2 separate regions of the Mus musculus genome follow, and region 1 is linked to region 2. A link is a contact called in public targeted proximity ligation data. All regions are on one chromosome and are shown on one strand. The core of a region is the stretch at or near the end of the contact, and the rest is flanking DNA. Distances in the headings are between cores, read along the strand shown.

What was found.
Region 1: a contact with region 2 is called in a targeted proximity ligation map of pancreatic cancer cells. A contact is called at or near these places in 1 of 484 Hi-C or Micro-C datasets (the C2C12 cell line) and 2 of 130 datasets of targeted methods (bone marrow-derived dendritic cells and pancreatic cancer cells).

Annotation. Positions count from the first base shown.
Region 1 is chr19:9,964,692-9,968,531 of GRCm38.p6, reverse strand. No RefSeq gene overlaps it. Among named protein-coding and RNA genes, the nearest start is that of Gm41806, 4.1 kb to the left of the region's middle.
Region 2 is chr19:9,051,425-9,055,284 of GRCm38.p6, reverse strand. It overlaps a transcript of Ahnak not described here. Among named protein-coding and RNA genes, the nearest start is that of Scgb1a1, 35 kb to the left of the region's middle.

The sequences.
Region 1 (3,840 bases), core at 987-3,486, 910 kb before region 2:
AAAATACAATGGGATAGCCTTGCAGCTCACCCCAGCTCACCCTTGCTTTATGTTCCCATCTGGCAAGGATCAGCCTCAGCTTGGAGAGGGGTTCCTGAGGAAGGGGTGTTTGGGAGCAGTAAAAGAAGGTCTCGAAGACAATTGTGGGGTGCAAGCTGACAGCTCTGTGTTCTGCTTCTGTTCTCTAGATAGCTTAGCTGATGAAAACTCAGTCTTTTATTTGCATATCAGTTCAATCATCCACCCAGGTTCCCTTCGGTTTATTCCATGAATCAGCATTTTATAACCTTAGCCCATTGATCTTTAGAAAAGGCAACAAGTACATTAAAAAAAAACAAAAACGGGCTGGTGAGATGGCTCAGTGGGTAAGAGCACCCGACTGCTCTTCCGAAGGTCAGGAGTTCAAATCCCAGCAACCACATGGTGGCTCACAACCATCCGTAACGAGATCTGACTCCCTCTTCTGGAGTGTCTGAGGACAGCTACAGTGTACTTTAAATAAATAAATAAATAAATCTTTAAAAAAAAAAAACAAAAAAACAAAAAAACAAAAAAAAAACAAAAACAAAAACAAAAAAACATGGCAACTCCTGGGCCTAAACTTGTTTTATCCCAGGCTGACCTTGGCCTCAGGAATCTGCCTGCCTCTGTATCTTTCTGACAAGCTGGCTTATAAGTGCACCTGCCTTTATTCTTTTAGGTTTGTGAAGCCCCTCATAGAATTCATATTTTGCATAGTTGAGAAATTATATATTTTTTTAACTTATACTTTTAGAGTTCTTTCCCACAGCCTTAAGAGCTGTCTTGAAGGTCACAGCAGTTACCATTTTTGCTGAGGAACACACACACCCTCAGGTCCCAGACTCGCACTATTTCTAATTATCACGGAGTCATTAACCTTGGGAGGGAAAGTATTTCCAGAAGAAAGAACATGAAGTGAAATATATACATTATTATTTAAACAAGCCTTAAGCCCAGCAACCTTCAGCACTTGTGGAGGCCCACTTCCTACTGGCTCTGCTCCGGGGGGTGGGAAACCATATTATACCACCATCTCTCCCAAGGTCATGCAGGACTCAGAACCCAGCCTTTAAAAATGTATAATCTCCTTTTGGGACACAGTTCAGATCCTGAACTGGCCACCTCCCTGAGTGCTCAGAAAATTTTAAGATTCCGTATCTGAAATGAGTTTTCTTGGCTTCCACCCTGAACCGAACAACCTGAGCCAGTTGTTTTTTGTTATATTCCTGCAAAGCCTGCCAGGGTGTTTTTCATGCTTCTAAAAGCCTGAACAAGGGGGACAGTTTCCCAATCTTTTGTTTCCTGAGCAAGGCAAGGCTGGGTCGGGGGGGCTGCAGAGGGAAGGAGAGAGAAAAAAGGGGAGGCAAGAAAGATGGATCCAGGTAAATGGTGTGGTTCATCGGTCACTTGGCAGCACACATGGTGCTGCATACTGCATTATACTTAGGTCTCTGAAGGATCGTTCATCTGACAGTGGGCCTGCTTTCCTATTACCTGGTGATCACTTACTTATTACACATGTGTGGTGATGCCCCTGAAACAGAGGTACTGCACTGACATTTATCTGAAAGTACAACCCATGCAATTATTCACAGTGTGTTATACTTGGTAAGAAATTTCTCTGTTCCTAGTTTAGCTTATTTCCTGTAGCAGCTTTCATACCATTCTTTTAGCCTGTTCTTTGTACTTGAGAAACAAAAATGGAAAACCAAGTTCACAGTAAAAAAAAAAAAAAAAAAAAAAAAAACAACCCACCAGGCTCTGCAGCCAGCAGCCTCACCCACTTCATGTTTACTGGATCTCTTAATAGCATGAAGGAGAAGGACTGAAAAGGAATGATTTAACAAGGTAGTCATTCAGTATATGTCTGCTAGTGAACTGTGCTGTGCCATCTGGGAACAATGACAAGCAAGCCTCCAGTTGCCTTCGGGATCTCCCAGCCCCATCTAACACACATTCTTTGCAAATGGTTTAATAACCACCTTGCCTGACACACCTGCTTGGTGCCAGTGTTGCTGTGGATCCAGGCTGTGGATCTCCCTGGTGTAACCTCTGAGCCAGAAAACAGCAATTAGCCACCACAAATGGAGTCTGATAAAGCACCATCCAGAAGTGGTTAGGGCAAATTCCAAACACGCAGGACATCTATAACCAGCTGGGGCCAGGTCATTAGGGAGTCTGTTAAGATGCCCTGCCCTGCTCTGCCCTGCCCTGCCCTGTCCTGCCTTGCCCCAGATGCCCCACTTCCCCATGCTGCCAGCTCCACAGCTGACCTCACTCTTCTGACAGTTGCTACCCAGCAACTCTCCCAGCAGCTACCACTGAGTCCAGGCACAGATGTCTGACAGGTGGCAGAGCAGGCACATGAGGTCTCATTCCTGGGCATCCTTTTTTCAGGTCTCATGAGTCCCTTAAGTTATCCACATCAGTCCCTGCTGTGTCCCACAGGTCCAGTGTGGCTATACCTCTGTCACTTTCTTTAAGTCTTTCTATCTTAAAACCGTACATTGTTTCATTTTTTTTTTTTTTTTAATTCTGGCTGAGCATGCTTGTGCATGCCTTTAATCCCAGCACTTGGGAGGCAGAGGTAGATGGATCTCTGAGTTTGAAGCCAGCCTGGTCTACAGAGTTAGTTCCAGGACAGTTAGGGCTGTTGAAACTCTGTCTCAAGAAACAAACAAACAAAAGCTGTGGAGATGTATGCATGTGGTGGTGGTGGTGGTGGTGGTGGTAGGATACAACTCTGAGCATGTGAGACAGGGTCTCTCTCTGAACCTAAAGCTCACAGTTTCACCTAGGCAGGCCAGGCAATGAGCTCCTAGGATCTGCCTATCTCTGTCCTGCAAATGCTGGGGTTACAGGAATACAGGGCCATTCTCAGCTTTTACACTAGTGTTGGAGTTCATACTCAGGGTCTTATGCTAGCACGGCAAGTGCTCCTTCCCACCAAGTCATCTTCCCAGTCCCCCCAACTGTTCCTTTCTATCCATCAAAGGTTTGCCCTTTCTTCAGACTCTGGTTTCCATGGGCAGCTGCCAGCTCTGGGGCAGGCAGATCTCTTGCTCTCCATTCTCCTGCTAACATCCCTACCTTCACCCTTTGCTAAGTGACAGTGGATACTTGAGTTTTTGCATTGTCATCCCTCCAATGCACAGGGACACAGAAGACACAGAGGAGAAGAGAGTGTAAGGGCTCGACTCCCCTCCCCTTATTTTCTAAGTAAGGTGGTTTTCTAGTATCCACAACAGTCAACTGTCATTACTATAATGAAGGATGCAAGGCAATTAACTTATAAAGAGAAAAAGGCTTTGTTGTTGATAGGACCATTCCATTCCATTCCATTTAAAGCGGCATTTAAAGACCACCAAGGAGCACTGGATGCATATATGTTATTTGTGTTACTCAAAAACTCTAGGTCTTTTTAGAGGGTGTAAGTAAGGCTTTTAAAATTTATTTATTTATTTGGGTGCTAAGGAGATGACTCAATGTGTCAAATGATGGCCACACAAGTGTGGGGACTGAGTTCAAATTCTTAGCACCTATGTAAAGAGTGGGTGGGACAGATTGTTTGTAATCCCAGCACCCGGAAGACAGAGGCAGAAAATTTCTGAAGTGAGCTGGCTAAGTAGCCAAATTGCCAAGCTCCTGGTTCAGAGAGAACCTGCCTCAATTTGTAAGGTGGAGAGTAATGCTTACATGACATAAGGGTCCATAACCTCAGCCTCTGTGGTAGGACTTATCTTGTGTGCCTTATCGGCTAAAGGATCCCCAGTTGCTAGTCTACTGGCTCTTTAAGAGAACTCTTTGATCCTTTGACCT
Region 2 (3,860 bases), core at 760-3,259:
CATGTTGGGGAATGAGGAGACAGCAGAGAAAGACATCATGTCTGCAGTAGCAGACAGACACTGAATCTGGAAAACCCTATAATAGCCCCATCTGAGGCTCCTCTAAGCTCCTCCTCTGGAGAAGGGAAACATTAGTAAAATCTAGATCTATCTCCATATCCACAAGGCCTCATAAAATTAAGAAAGCACCTTCCATCTAACTTCTTAGCAAAGAGAAAATTGTCATTTTTAACCGACAGAATCAATATCATTTTTACTATTAACTATGTAACTTCCATTTGCCTGAACCACTTTAGTCTAAGACTGAGGCTGAGATCATTTTAACCATGATTTCCATGATGCTGGCTCTGACCCCTGACAGCTGCAGTAGGATCCTAGCCTCCCACAGCCCACTTCTCATACACACATTTACATGGATGTGAGTCCACATACATGTGTATGCATACAAACATGCATTTGTAAACCTCTGTGTATATATGAGTGTTTTGTATGTGTATACATACACAAGCATATGTGTGTACCTATATAAACACAAGTGCATGTGTGCATGTATGCATACATACTGTTACACGTACACAGGCATGCATCCACACATACACCCATAATTCCACCATTCAGGAGGTCAAAGTACAAAGATCACATTTTTGAAGATAGACAGGGCTCACATAGTGGGGCCCTGTCTCAAAAAATAAAAACAAAAATCAAGTGCCAGGAGCTCACTCACCCACACTGAACCTCTCCCACATTTTTTGGTTTTGTTTTTGTCTTTTCATTCTTATTCTTATTTTGAGACAAGGTCTCATATAGACTAGGCTAATCTGAAGTTCACCATGTACCCAAAGATGACTTCAAATTCTTTTTATTCTTTTTTTTCTTTTCTTTTCTTTTTTTTTTTTTTTAGTTCTATGCATGGTTTATTTAGCTTAACATCGTGCTATCAAGTTCCAGTTTTTTCCTACAAGTGTCACAATTTCATTTTTTTCATTATGGCTACATAAAACTGCATTTCTTTTATCCACTAATATGTTAATTAGCAGCTAGTCTCCTTCCATCTTCTGGCTATTGTGGATAGCTCAGCAGTGAACAGCGATGTGCCTGTAGATATTGGGATATATTGACTAAGAGTCTTTTGAATAAATGCCAGGGAGTAGTGCAGCTGGGTCATTTGGTGGTTTTATTTTTAGGTTGTTCGTTGATTTAGAATATTGTGCTATCTCCACAATAGCTGCACAACTTTGCATCCCCCAATTGCAGTAAACAGAGTTTTCCCTTTCTTCACACCCCCACTTGTCATTTGTTTGCTTCATGACAGCCACTCTGACTGGTACGTGATGAGATCTAAAAGGGATTTTAACTTAAATTTCTCTGATAGTTAAAGATTTGACTTCAAATTCTTGATCCTTCTGCCTCTAACCCCCAAATTCTGGTATTACAGATCCATGCCTCCTTGTCTATGTCTGTCTGTTTATTAGAGCCTATAACTCCAGGCTAGCCTGGCTCTCATGCAAGGCCCGTTTCAACCTCTCAGATGCTGGGATTATAGATGTGAGTCCATGCCATCTGTGTGTGGATGCGATGTGGCTAGCTGCCTCAATAGCCTGCCACCATGACTTCTCTATCACTGTGCCTAGAACTGTGAACCAAAATAAGCTCTTCCTTCCTTGTATCCTTTGCAAGGAATTTGCCACAGCAGCGAGGAGAGTGAGGATACAGCCCTATTCAAATACTTCCCCTGCAGGCTTTCACTTCACATTCTGACCCGACTCACCTAGGCCAGCTTCCCACACTGTCCTCCTACTGCCCCGTAAGGCCCCTGTTCTCCAGGCACCTCCACTTTGGTTGCCCTCCCTGGGTACCACAAACCCCATCCTCCTCTAGGATCTCCATTACCCCATCTTGTGAGCTACCATTCATATCTCTCCACTTTGAACTCCACCACCCTCTAAATAATAACAGATCAACCTCGCTGCTTCTAAGTAATAACTACCAGCCACCAGCCGCCTCTCCTCCCCCACCCTGTCAAGGGCCTCTCTGTGGCTGTTGGCCTGCCTCCTGCCTGCTCTGACTCATACCAGCCCTCAAGAACCGCATGAATTCAGCCCTCCCTTGATGCCTATGCCAGGACCACACTTCCTCTCCCGCTCTTCCCACCCGCTACCATAATTTCTCAAAGAATGATCCAGACCCTGGCATGAGGATGACCAGAAGCCCTTGTTTAAAATACTCGGACAGTGAAATAAACCAGACACAAAGGCAAACTCTGAATTTACCTTCTGAGGTTACTCAAATAGTTAGCTATGTAGGGACAGAATGGTGGTTGCAGGGGCTCAGGCAGGGGGGCTGGGAAGGTGGTGTTCAACAGGGATGTTCAAGGGGTCTGAGTTTTAGCAGGAAAAGGGGGAAAGGTTCTAAAGATGGATAGCAGTACAGAATGTGAGCTTATTTAAACTAGAGCACTGCACACTTAATGGTTAAAACATGTGGTGTGTGTGTGTGTGTGTGTGTGTGTGTGTGTGTGTGTGTGTGTGTATGTGTGTGTGTAACTTACCTGATAGAGTGCTTACTTAGCATGCATGAGGCCCTGGCTTTGATTCCCCAGTGCCAAACAGCCATGATGGCACATGCTTATAACCTCAATAGTCCATAGGAAGTAGAAGTGAACAGGAGATTCTGACGTTCAAGGTCATACTGGCTACCTAGCAAGCTGAGACCAGCCGGGGACTACAAGAGACCATGTCTCGAAAATCGGTACTAAAACTGGAAATTTTTGTTAAGTACATTCTACTTCAATTCTTTAAAGCTATGAGGAAATCAGAGCCTTGGGAGTTGGGGTACAACACCATATTTTTCACAAGCCCCCTGGTAGTTTTTATGCATCATATGTGTAAGAACCACTTATTCGCCAGGCAGTGGTGGCACACGCCTTTAATCCCAGCACTTGGGAGGCAGTGGCAGGCGGATTTCTGAGTTCAAGACCAGCCTGGTCTACAGAGTGACTTCCAGGACAGCCAGGGCTACACAGAGAAACCCTGTCTTGGGGAAAGGAAAAAAAAAAAAAAAGCAGCTAAAAAAAAAAGAAGAACCACTTTATTGCTTGTGTCATTTTCTGAACAGAACCTGTAATTCCCAGACTTAGTCACACAGTGAGGTCTAGCACAACCTGGAATAGATGAGACCCTGATTACAAAAATAAATGAAGTGTTTAATGTCAGCCAGTTACTAAATCCCCCAGACTTTACTCTCCTGATCTGTAAGATGGACACAACACTGCCTTCTCCGGGATCTTCTTTTTTTTTTTTTGGTTTTTCGAGACAGGGTTTCTCTGTATAGCCCTGGCTGTCCTGGAACTCACTCTGTAGACCAGGCTGGCCTTGAACTCAGAAATTCGCCTGCCACTGCCTCCCAAGTGCTGGGATTAAAGGTGTGCGCCACCACGCCTGTTGTCTCTGGGCTCTTCTGAGGGTTGCATCAGATACAGAACATGACTGCTAGGGTCCTCAGAAAAAGTGATCTGAAAAGCCAGGGGTGGAGGAAGATGACTTTACTCCCAGTACTCAGGAGGCAGAGGTAGGCAGATCTCTATGAGTTTGTGTCCAGCCTTGTCTACACAGAGTTCCAGGCCAGTCAGGGCTACATAGAGAGGCCTGTCTCAAGAGAAGACAAAAGTGAGTTTGAGGGGCTGAAATGGCTCAACAAAAGAAAGTGCTGATGATCTAAGTCTGATTTCTAGAACCTAAGGTAAAGGGAACTGACTCCTACACGTTCCCCTTGTACCTCTACCTGCATGCTGTGCCATGCCTGCACCCTTACTAACAGATGCCACATGCTCTGTACACATACACATATGTATTCTTCACACA